2 separate regions of the Oryzias latipes genome follow, and region 1 is linked to region 2. The links are chromatin contacts, called in public Hi-C maps. All regions are on one chromosome and are shown on one strand. Each heading gives the region's core, a stretch centred on a gene start, on an enhancer-like site or on the middle of the called end of the contact. The rest is flanking DNA. Distances are from core to core; before and after follow the strand shown. Region 1 holds the start of cmip (C-Maf-inducing protein). Region 2 overlaps cmip (C-Maf-inducing protein).

Evidence for each region. A called contact is a pair of places that touch in the nucleus more often than the background predicts.
Region 1: a Hi-C map of gastrula embryo shows a contact between it and region 2, with 1.7 times the contacts expected there. The contact joins the promoter of cmip here to the enhancer-like site in region 2. A contact is called at or near these places in 4 of 5 Hi-C or Micro-C datasets (embryo, fibroblasts and gastrula embryo).

The regions. Positions count from the first base shown.
Region 1 is chr6:26,265,971-26,270,825 of ASM223467v1, reverse strand. cmip (C-Maf-inducing protein) reads left to right here and starts at 3,086. Exons shown (of 21, transcript XM_023955992.1): 1 at 3,086-4,029. The coding sequence starts at 3,721.
Region 2 is chr6:26,231,047-26,235,475 of ASM223467v1, reverse strand. cmip (C-Maf-inducing protein) reads left to right here. Exons shown (of 21, transcript XM_023955992.1): 10 at 1-12; 11 at 713-778; 12 at 3,742-3,768; 13 at 3,860-3,908. Among protein-coding and RNA genes, the nearest start is that of LOC101168458, 26 kb to the right of the region's middle. Within about 2 kb of position 2,000, at least 2 of the 8 cell types and tissues checked have an H3K27ac peak or open chromatin away from gene starts, as enhancers often do. A contact at or near this core is called in gastrula embryo, where this site is marked.

The sequences.
Region 1 (4,855 bases), core at 1,837-4,336, 34 kb before region 2:
AATGCTGTCCTGTCTTACACTTTTCAGAAAGTTCTGTTTTTGTCTCATAAATCCACAGAATACTTTTGTTTTGTTTTTTATGGCGGAGATGATCTTGTCAAATGTGCGTCTTTATGTTCTTGTATCTCAGCATCATCTTTATCTTTAAACTTTCCCGTGGATCCAGTTTCTTCCAAAAGTCTCTGTCTGACTGTTGAATCGTGGGCTCTGACCTGAACTGAGTTCAGTGAGGCCTGCTCTTCTTTCCATATTCTTCTGCTTCCAGCCTTCCTGTGTTTTCTGGAGTCGTTCCTTTGGTCAGTAACTCCTCTGAAGAGTCCTGAAGCAGCAGAAATGTCTAACCCGTTCCCATTTAAACAGTCTGTTTCCTGATTTTCTTTAGATGGAATCATCATCTGCTGCTTGATGAGATCTTTCAGCCGATCCACAAACTCCTGTTTTGGTTTTGTTTATCTTTGTTTACTGGGTGTTTGAAGCTCGGAGGTCAGCGTAGCGGTTTCAACAAATACTTGTTTCCGTGCCCAGTTTTATTTTTTTCTTTCCTGATGGAAGTTTGAATGAAAGGTGTAGAAGCTCTAAGGATGGCGAGGAAGCGGAGAAGTCCGCTTTAATATCTCCACCTAAAAAAAAATGGGTTTCTCACAGCGCGGCTTCCTCGACGCTGATGTGCAGGAGTGATGCACCTCTCAGGTTTCCCTTTGCTTCTCTGCTGAAGCCCCTCCGGAAAGCAGACATGTTTCAGCGAGTCGACTCGTTCAGCTCTGCGTCATTTACGGCAGAACATTGCATTATTTCAGTTGCTTCACTGTTTGTCATCGTTTTGCTTTTTTCAGTTTCTTTTCCTCTAGAACGTTTTTACTCTCCTAATCTTCTCCTCTTTGGTGTTTCTCGTGTAATTTGTCTCCAGTCTTCCTTCTTCTATGTTTCCGGCTCCCTGTTGTTAATGTTTCTGTGGTTTTGTAAGGATAATCAGGGGACGTGATGAAGAACAGAGTTCCTGACATGTTTTTTGAAGCACGAATCTCGGCACATCCAGCTGCGATGTTTGGAAAACTTTGAAAAAGCTTCTACTTCATAAAACAAATTGTTGCCTTCTTGGTTCCTTCACATGGATTTCTGCTCTGACTTAGGGTCTCCTAAAGGTGCATTTGGTTTGGGGTCCACTTTTTTTGTTCTTTTCAAATTTCACTTTAATGTCTCACTCTGATCAACTTTTGATCTGTTCTAAAATCGTTCCCAGTGATCTTATACTTGATTTATGCCGTTTTTAGCCAAAATAAAGAAATAAAATTTGTAGTACAAAGTTTCTGTTCATTAGAAATTCACCTCTGAGTTGAGGGCCGAACTGTTGGCCTGGAGAAACCCCACCCCCCTTTCGCTCCCCGTTGCTGAGAGCTCTTAGTTTACATGCTCTCCCGCTAGCTTACAGCCCCTCACAACCCCAACCTAACATTACGATGGCGAGTAGTAAAGTTTAGAGCCAGATTCCAGCTCAGATGAGCAAAACAAAGACGTAGATGCATCCATTTGTCTGCAATGATGCATCAGAATGAAGCGAAGCGGAGAGCTCGGAGTCTCTCAGCGTATTTTCTACAAATACGCCACAAAAATGATCTTTCAAACGGCATTTTTTAGTCTGCTCCTGATTCACAACAATTAGTAAAAGAAACGCGATTTTGAGCTTAATTTATTTCATAAATGTCCCCTATTATGTGAAAAAACCAGAAGAACATGTTAGAAACAACAAAGACACCATTTTTGGTGTAGGTGTTTAATACAAAACCCAAAATCATGAAGCTTTGAAGCTTTGATTTGGACTTGAGGCTCTGAACGCTACAAACCAGCAGATATCGTCCCATCAGCTGATCCCGGTCAGAATCAGAATCCTTTTATTGTGGAGTGGTGAAGAAAATAAAATGGAATAAAATAAAAAAAGAAAATACTGTAACTCACATGTCTAACCAAAAATCTCCAATATGTACAGAAACAATTGAATAAATACGAATGGAAAAAAATAGAATGGAATGAGTTGAGTTGCCATGAACGCAGGAAAAGCTGTTCCTCCAGTCTGGCCCGTCATTCTGCACCACAGGAACCTCCCTGATTTCTACAGAAGGTCAAATAAGTTTATCGGCCGTGCATGTCCCGATCAAGAAGGAGGTCGTCTACAAGTGCTTATGCTCCTAACACCACAAGATTCTGATACTAGGTCGCCAAACATGATCCAAAGGTCCAGGAGCTGATTCCTGCTACTCCTCCACAACAGAAAAGAGTTCTGGAAAATTATACAACAAATATTACTCACTTTATTGTTTCTTTTGTCTCATTGATCCAGTTGCAGTGATGTTACATGGCAGCTGTGCAGGTTAAAGTTGTTTGTTTTTCTGCAGAAATGTCTCGTTTGATGACGGTGCATCCATGAGGGAAAAAAGTACAAAACAAATCAATGGGAACTAAAGAAAAGAGGCAAATCAAGACTGAAAATACTTCAGAAAACCTGGAAAAAAATGGAAAAAATGAAAGATTTACACACAAAAATCGAAATAAAATTGAAAGAAGCAAAGTAGTGCAACTTAAAGAAACAGTGAAATATCACATTTTCATATAAACAAACTATAAAAAAGGTTAAAGAATGATCAAATAAAAATGAAAATAAAATTAAAAATAATGTTAAACGAAGAAAAGATTAAAAGAATAAATGATTTCATTAATGTGGAACAATAGTTTTTAAAATAGAAGTATTTCTAATGAAGTAGAATAAGAAAATATTCCTCAACAGAATCCTAATAAAAACTACATACAGTAAAAAAAGGTAATTGTTTTAGATTAATTAGTAAAATATTTCATAAATATTGGACTCTTTATAATAACTAAATATCATTGATCGTTACTTTATTTTATTTCTTACTATTGTATTTTTATAATTTTACAGTAAAAACGTTTAAAATTCTTTGTTTTATTGTTCTTCTTGTTTTAGTCAGAGGCGGGGAGTCACTAGGAGCTCGTGCTTCCTCCTGCATTTTTCCTCGCGCACGCGGGGGGTGGGGGTGAGCGTGCGTCCTCGCGGCAGACACTCGAGCACAAAGACACGCGGCTCATCCGCTCGCCTCCTCTTTGACGTCAGTCGGCGATCACATGAACGAGCAGCGGCCAATCGGCGCGGCGCAGCGGAGAGTGCACGCTCCTCTTCACACCGAGACAGAAAGGCGAATTCAACGAAACCGAGGCAGCGAACGGACACGAAAGCCCACGGAGGGACCGCACAGCTGCCGCCCGAGGAGACCCCCGCGCGCGGCGCCGCTCCCCCGCCGAGGATTACCGCGTTCGGCCCCGGAGGGGCGAACGGATCGGATAAGGCCATGGCCCTAACACACTGAGCCGCTCGTTGACGGTTCGGGGGGGTGGGTGGGAGTGAAGACGCACCGTGGAGACAGTTCACGGGCTTTGTGCGCGGACGGAAATGGTGGATTATCGTGAAGGGCTTACAGAGACCCCCCTGCGCCTGGATCTGCTGCTGTGAAACCCGCGGCTGTGCGTGGGCCCGCCGCACTAACTGAAGAAGTGTTGTGGCGGTGGGTCGGTAGGTACCCCCACCCCCTCCCGCGACCTTATCCGTGTCTGGTTTTCGTTTTTCTCTCGGCTGGGCCCCCCGATGGCGGAGTCCTGAGCCCCCCGGCGGCTCCAAACGTTCGGACGACCAAGTCTGCTGGATCAGGGGAGATGGATGTGAACGGCGGCGGGGAGCTGCACAACAACCAGTTCTACCAGTGCGAGGAGAGCAAGCCGCTGCTGGGGGAGATGTCGGATGGCCACAACAACGCCAAGCCGGGCGCGGGGCCCTGCAAGCGGCCCCTGCACCACTGCAGCAGCAGCGGGATGCGCTACAAGCTGCTGCACGAGGGCGACATCCAGGTGTGCGTGCTCAAGCACCCGCGCACCTTCCTCAGCAAGATCCTCACGTCCAAGTTCCTGCGGAGATGGGAGCCGCACCACCTCACGCTGACGGACAGCTGCCTCAGCTCTGCCACAGTGAGTCCCCCCCCCCCCCCCCCCCCCCTATCTGTGCGCGCCTGCATAAAAATGAGCGCTTTGTCTCGCATTTTTCGGGCTGTTTTGTTTTCTGTCCTCCTCCGGGATTACGCGCGGCTCCTCCTGACGCATTTTAATTGTAATTTACGCCTTCTCTCCGCCCGTTCGAGCCCCGGCACCCCCCCCCCCCCCCCCCCCATCCCGGGGCTCTGGCTCGGTGTGCTCCGGAGTGTCGGGCTGCGTCAGAGGGTGTGATGTGAGGGCGCTCCTCTGCGGCCTGCAGGCTCCTGCCGATCAGCTGATGCTGCCAACACAAACAGGCCCGAGCGCCTCCGAGCAGCTGCGGGAGCGACTCTGATCGGGAAGACTGCATCAGGACCTCCTGCGCGGAGTTCGGCTGCTCACCTGTGGAGGCCCGTCAGGCTGGCTCTGAGAAATTCAGAAAAACAAAACAAAACAAAACATGAAAGCGTTTTACGCGCGACCATCTCCATGTTTTCTCTGCAAAAACACGCATCCAGCAATTAACATCTTCAATGACAGAAATCATCACAAACAATCCAATTCGTTCAAATTTCCGATTTATCAAATAAAAAGAAGTTTAAAATGTTTTTCTAACAAGCGTCCCTCTAACTTCAGGACCAAAACTGTACACATGAGGAAGTTTGTGGAGCCAACATGAATGCTGATTCAGCATTTTCAGAGCTCTTTTTTCTGTCATTTATTTGAATATTCCTTTGATTTACTTTGTTACATTTGGAAACATAGAGTTTATATTGTATTGATCAGTTCTTTAAAGACTCACCCTGATCATCTTTGACCTATT
Region 2 (4,429 bases), core at 751-3,250:
TCTGAAGATGCTGTGAGTACCTGAGATAGTCCGTCGTGGTTCGCCCAAGAAGAGAAATGACCCCAATCGTCCTGCATCACTGTGCCAGATCTCATAGTGACGCTGCGCCAAGCTAGCCAGTAGTAGCAAGAAAGCTTCAAAGAGCGACTATTAAGTAGGAAAGTCCACAACCCAAACATGGCACCTGTGCGGCAGTCTTTCTTTTACCCCTTTAACACCTGAGCCGTCACCGGCGACAGCAGAAAAACACATTTTCTTTGATCTTCCGTAAACCTTCAACCATTTATGCAATGAACGCCATTCCAACCGATTCTGACGCGGACGAACAGCTTTTCTGCATGTCAGGAACAGCTGGTTGACGTTAATAACTCTGTACTGCTGTAAAGTGTTGCACATCATCCCATGGCTGCTTTTCCTCGCTTCAGAATCCGCTGGAATTGTATTAAAGGCGTGAACGGCCGAACAGTCACGGTAGTTCAAAGGACGTTAACACTAGAGCTGAAGTTCCAAAGTTAAAGAGTCAACTCTCTTTACGGGGGCTCTGTCCAACAATTAGGATGGTTGTTGACTCAATAAATCCTTCAATTAGTTATTATTTAATTCTTTGTCCAGCGATCACTTTACAGGCTTGATTTAGAAATTGATTTTGAAAAAAAACTTTTATTATGTTCAATTGTTGCAACAAAACTCTGATTCTCTGTTGTTGTTGCAGGTCAGACTATGACGACTGGAGGCCGGCTCTGGCCAGCCTGCTGCAACCCATACCCTTCCCTAAAGAGTGAGTATTGATGTGCAGAAGTCTCGTTGGCATACATGTTTAAGAAACGTCATTGGACATCATAGCATGAGCTCCTCCTGGAGGCCTCCGGTGGAAGTGCAGTGTGAGCCAAAGGCCTCTAATGTTGAATATATTGACCTTACGTGAGAACTGGACCCACCGAGTGTGACGTCTCTCATAGAAAATGGTTTGCTTCCGTCCCCAACCAAATGAAGTCAATTCAGTTTCTATTTTCTTATGATCTGAACGCCGTCATACATTGGAAACAGATGACGTCAGTAAGCAATGATTGGTCACTCTGAGTCACTGTTTCTATGGAAACCACTCTCCCCAATCATTAGTGAGCTTGTCAGAAGTCCACACCCCTACCACTGGAAATTTGTTGAAGGTTTATAGAACGTGGGGGTCAGCAGACATACAGACTTTTATTGGAGCATCTAATTGGTCAGTTTACAACTTGAACTACACAAAAAAATGATATGTTTTGAAGTTTTTACTGACGCACTTTTGTCGGAGTAACAAAACAAGTAAAACCTGCACAGCTGTACATATTATTACCTGGTAAATAGGAGCATTGTTGAAGTTTCTAATGTATCAGGATACGAGATCAGGAAGAATGAAGCATCAAAGCAAACACAAGAATGTAAACAGCAGTTCTGTCAAAAGGTTTTTTTTTTACAGGTTCATGTTGAGAAACACTGACACCAAAGTACAGGTCTGCCAGTCTTTAAACGAGTCTCCATCAATCACTAACTGACAGATCAATATGTGGGGGCAGATTTAACAAAGTTCTAATACAGTTATGTTTAATATTTAAAAAAATCGCTAAATGTCGGTAAATGTTGTCCAAGTTTTTAAAAGCCGTGTTGCAACAGCTGCTATGGGAGGGGTGGGGTCAAACACAAGCTCCACCTCTTCTTCCACATATTTTAAAGTCACTCGACGATTGTTGTTGTGAATTTGGGCTATACAAATAAAATTGAATTGAATTAAAATAAAACAGACAGAATTCGCTTTTATGAATCCATATCTTTGGTTGAAGCAGAACAGCGTTGAGCAAACCTTCCATCGTGTTGTTGTCGGCGTCTCAGAGGATGCAGCCATGGTTCTGATGGCGCCCTGTTGGGATCCTGCTGCTGACGCAGGTGAACTACATCACCACGTCTCCTTCCTGCCCCCCTGAGAGTCGGCTGTTGTTGATTGAAGCGGCCCCGGGGTTGTTTTTGGCTGGCCCTCTCAGAGCGTCATTAGCGTTGACCGGCCAACGTTCTGTTGTTTCTCCGCCGAGGTCTGTCCCAGGCCTGGGGCTTCATTAACAGTGGCAACAATTACCCCCCCTGTAATGGAAAACACAATGAGTCATATGAGCGCATACTGAAATCTGCCTCACGCTTACACGGAAGGACTGCTACTGTTTACAATGAGTTCACTGGGTTTTTAGAGCCACTGGAGGAAGTCCATCAGCGCTTTTTTGTTCATTTTTGTTCAAGTTTAGCATCAGAAAGAAATATTTCAGTTCCACTTTTGTATCAAACTGTTGCCATATTCGAGTCAAGTTAACAAACCAACACTGCAGTTCAAACACATGCTTCCCTTGGACTTTTCTGAACAATATGTATCTTCTCATTGAAGCTTTCTATAGCTACCTTTCTGTAGTTCCTCAATAGATTTTATACTTATTTTTTTTTGCCTCTAACTTAAACACTGCAGTATGAAGGCCTAACATCAAATTGAACAAAATAATCTGCTGACTTGCTGCATTTGGTTTGCATTGAGGACTGTGGACGTGCTAAGACATTTATGAGTTAAACATGTTTGCTGATGACATCCTTCTGTTCCCGTGGAACAAAAAGGTGCTGCAGGGTTCCACTCCAGCAGACAACTCAACTCCAACAAGAGAAAATAAATTCTTTGATTGGAATAAATGCGGGAGGAAAGAATACAACTCCAAAAATGTTTAAGCCAAGGGATGATTGCGTACAAAATGTTCATGTGTTCTACACTTTTTTTTTTTGTATTTTACAAAAAATTTTACCTTCATTTTACCTTCTTAAAACAATAAACAAAAAAATATATACTTTCAAAAGATGGCGAAAACCAACAAATGTAGTTTCCTTAGTTTTAACACAAACCATAACTCTAAAATATAAACAAAACATTTCTTATTGCTCATATTTTTGGAATATTTCTAACAATTTTTTTGAGTATGTTGACTCAAAAGTTTATATTAAAGTTTTTCAAAATTGCAAATTCTTTTAAATTGTATTCTTTTTTTCACATTAATTTAGTATACTATGCGGTAAACATTTATGATGCACTTTATATATTAATTTTAAAATACTCATTGGGACTGAATCTGGGAATTTCGAGATTTCTTAAAATTTAAAACTAATGGAGCAGATATGTGCATTACTTCTTGATGCTTTTCTTTTATAAAATGAGAATGGATTTTCTGAATGCTTTGATTGTGTTTCCCCAAATTTCAATAGAATAAGTCGGGTAATCAAGGAGTTATATAATAAATATTATGCACCGGTATCTAACAACCATTTACCTTTACACACAGCATAGCGATATTTGTGTTTTTTAATACAGTTAATATGAGATTTCCAGGAAACCTTGCATTTCAGACTTTTCATAATTTAATGTATTTAATGTGCTAGAAGTTTCTTTTAGGGCCAAAAAAAGGCTTATATGACTCTCAGATCCTAATCGAGTTGTTCAGACATTGGCGGTTCTGTCAGAGGAAGCCGCCAGTGTGTGAATGTGTGTGTGACTGTAAAGCGCTTTGGGCCTTGTAGGTAGAAAAGCGCTATATAAGTATACGCCATTTACTATTAAAGGGGTTTGTAGTTGGAGTTCATGTATGGGATTGTTCTCAAACTGTTAAATCTGATAGAACCCCTGATCTTAAGCATGTTAACATGCTGTTTCTCACATATGTGTTTGTTTCCTCCCTGCAGAGCTCTGGCACACGCCAAATTCACCAAGTAAGTCCTGCAGTCATCTGCTCGCTCCTGGAGGAAGAGGAAGAGGAGGAGGAGGCATCAAACTGATTTAACGCTCCTGTCTCTGTTTCAGGGAGCTGAAGTACGTCATTCAAAGGTTTGCTGAGGACCCGAGGCAGGAGGTGAGCCTCTATGTGAGCCGTCGCAAAAACGCTTCTGTCATGTTAAAAACAGCATTTTCACTGGAGTGAAGCAGAAGTCCATGAGTTCAGAGGTCCGGTCCATTCTAAACATAAGTGTCCTGCTCGCCGTAGTTAGAGAATAGCTTTTAGTTTTAATCATTCAAGACAAAATAATATTGTTGATCGAATTCCACAATATTCCAATGTGATTATTCCAAACAACAACAAAAAACTTTTGACTTGTCAAAATGCCTCCAATGAAGCGACCGTCACATGAAAGCACTCTTATTAAAGATCTTTTATCCTCCATGTTTTCTTTAAGATCCACATAGAACAGAGCCAATGGGGACATCTGTGTTGCGTTTCCTGCAGTTAAAGGGCTGAAAGCAGTTATAAGTTATAAGAAACAGTTAAGGCATTAACCTGAAGTAAATGACGTGAGAGAAATACTGTGGTCATTGTGAAAGCTACAGTACAAAAGACCAATGCTCCAGTGCAGTAAATATCCTGGTAGATTATCA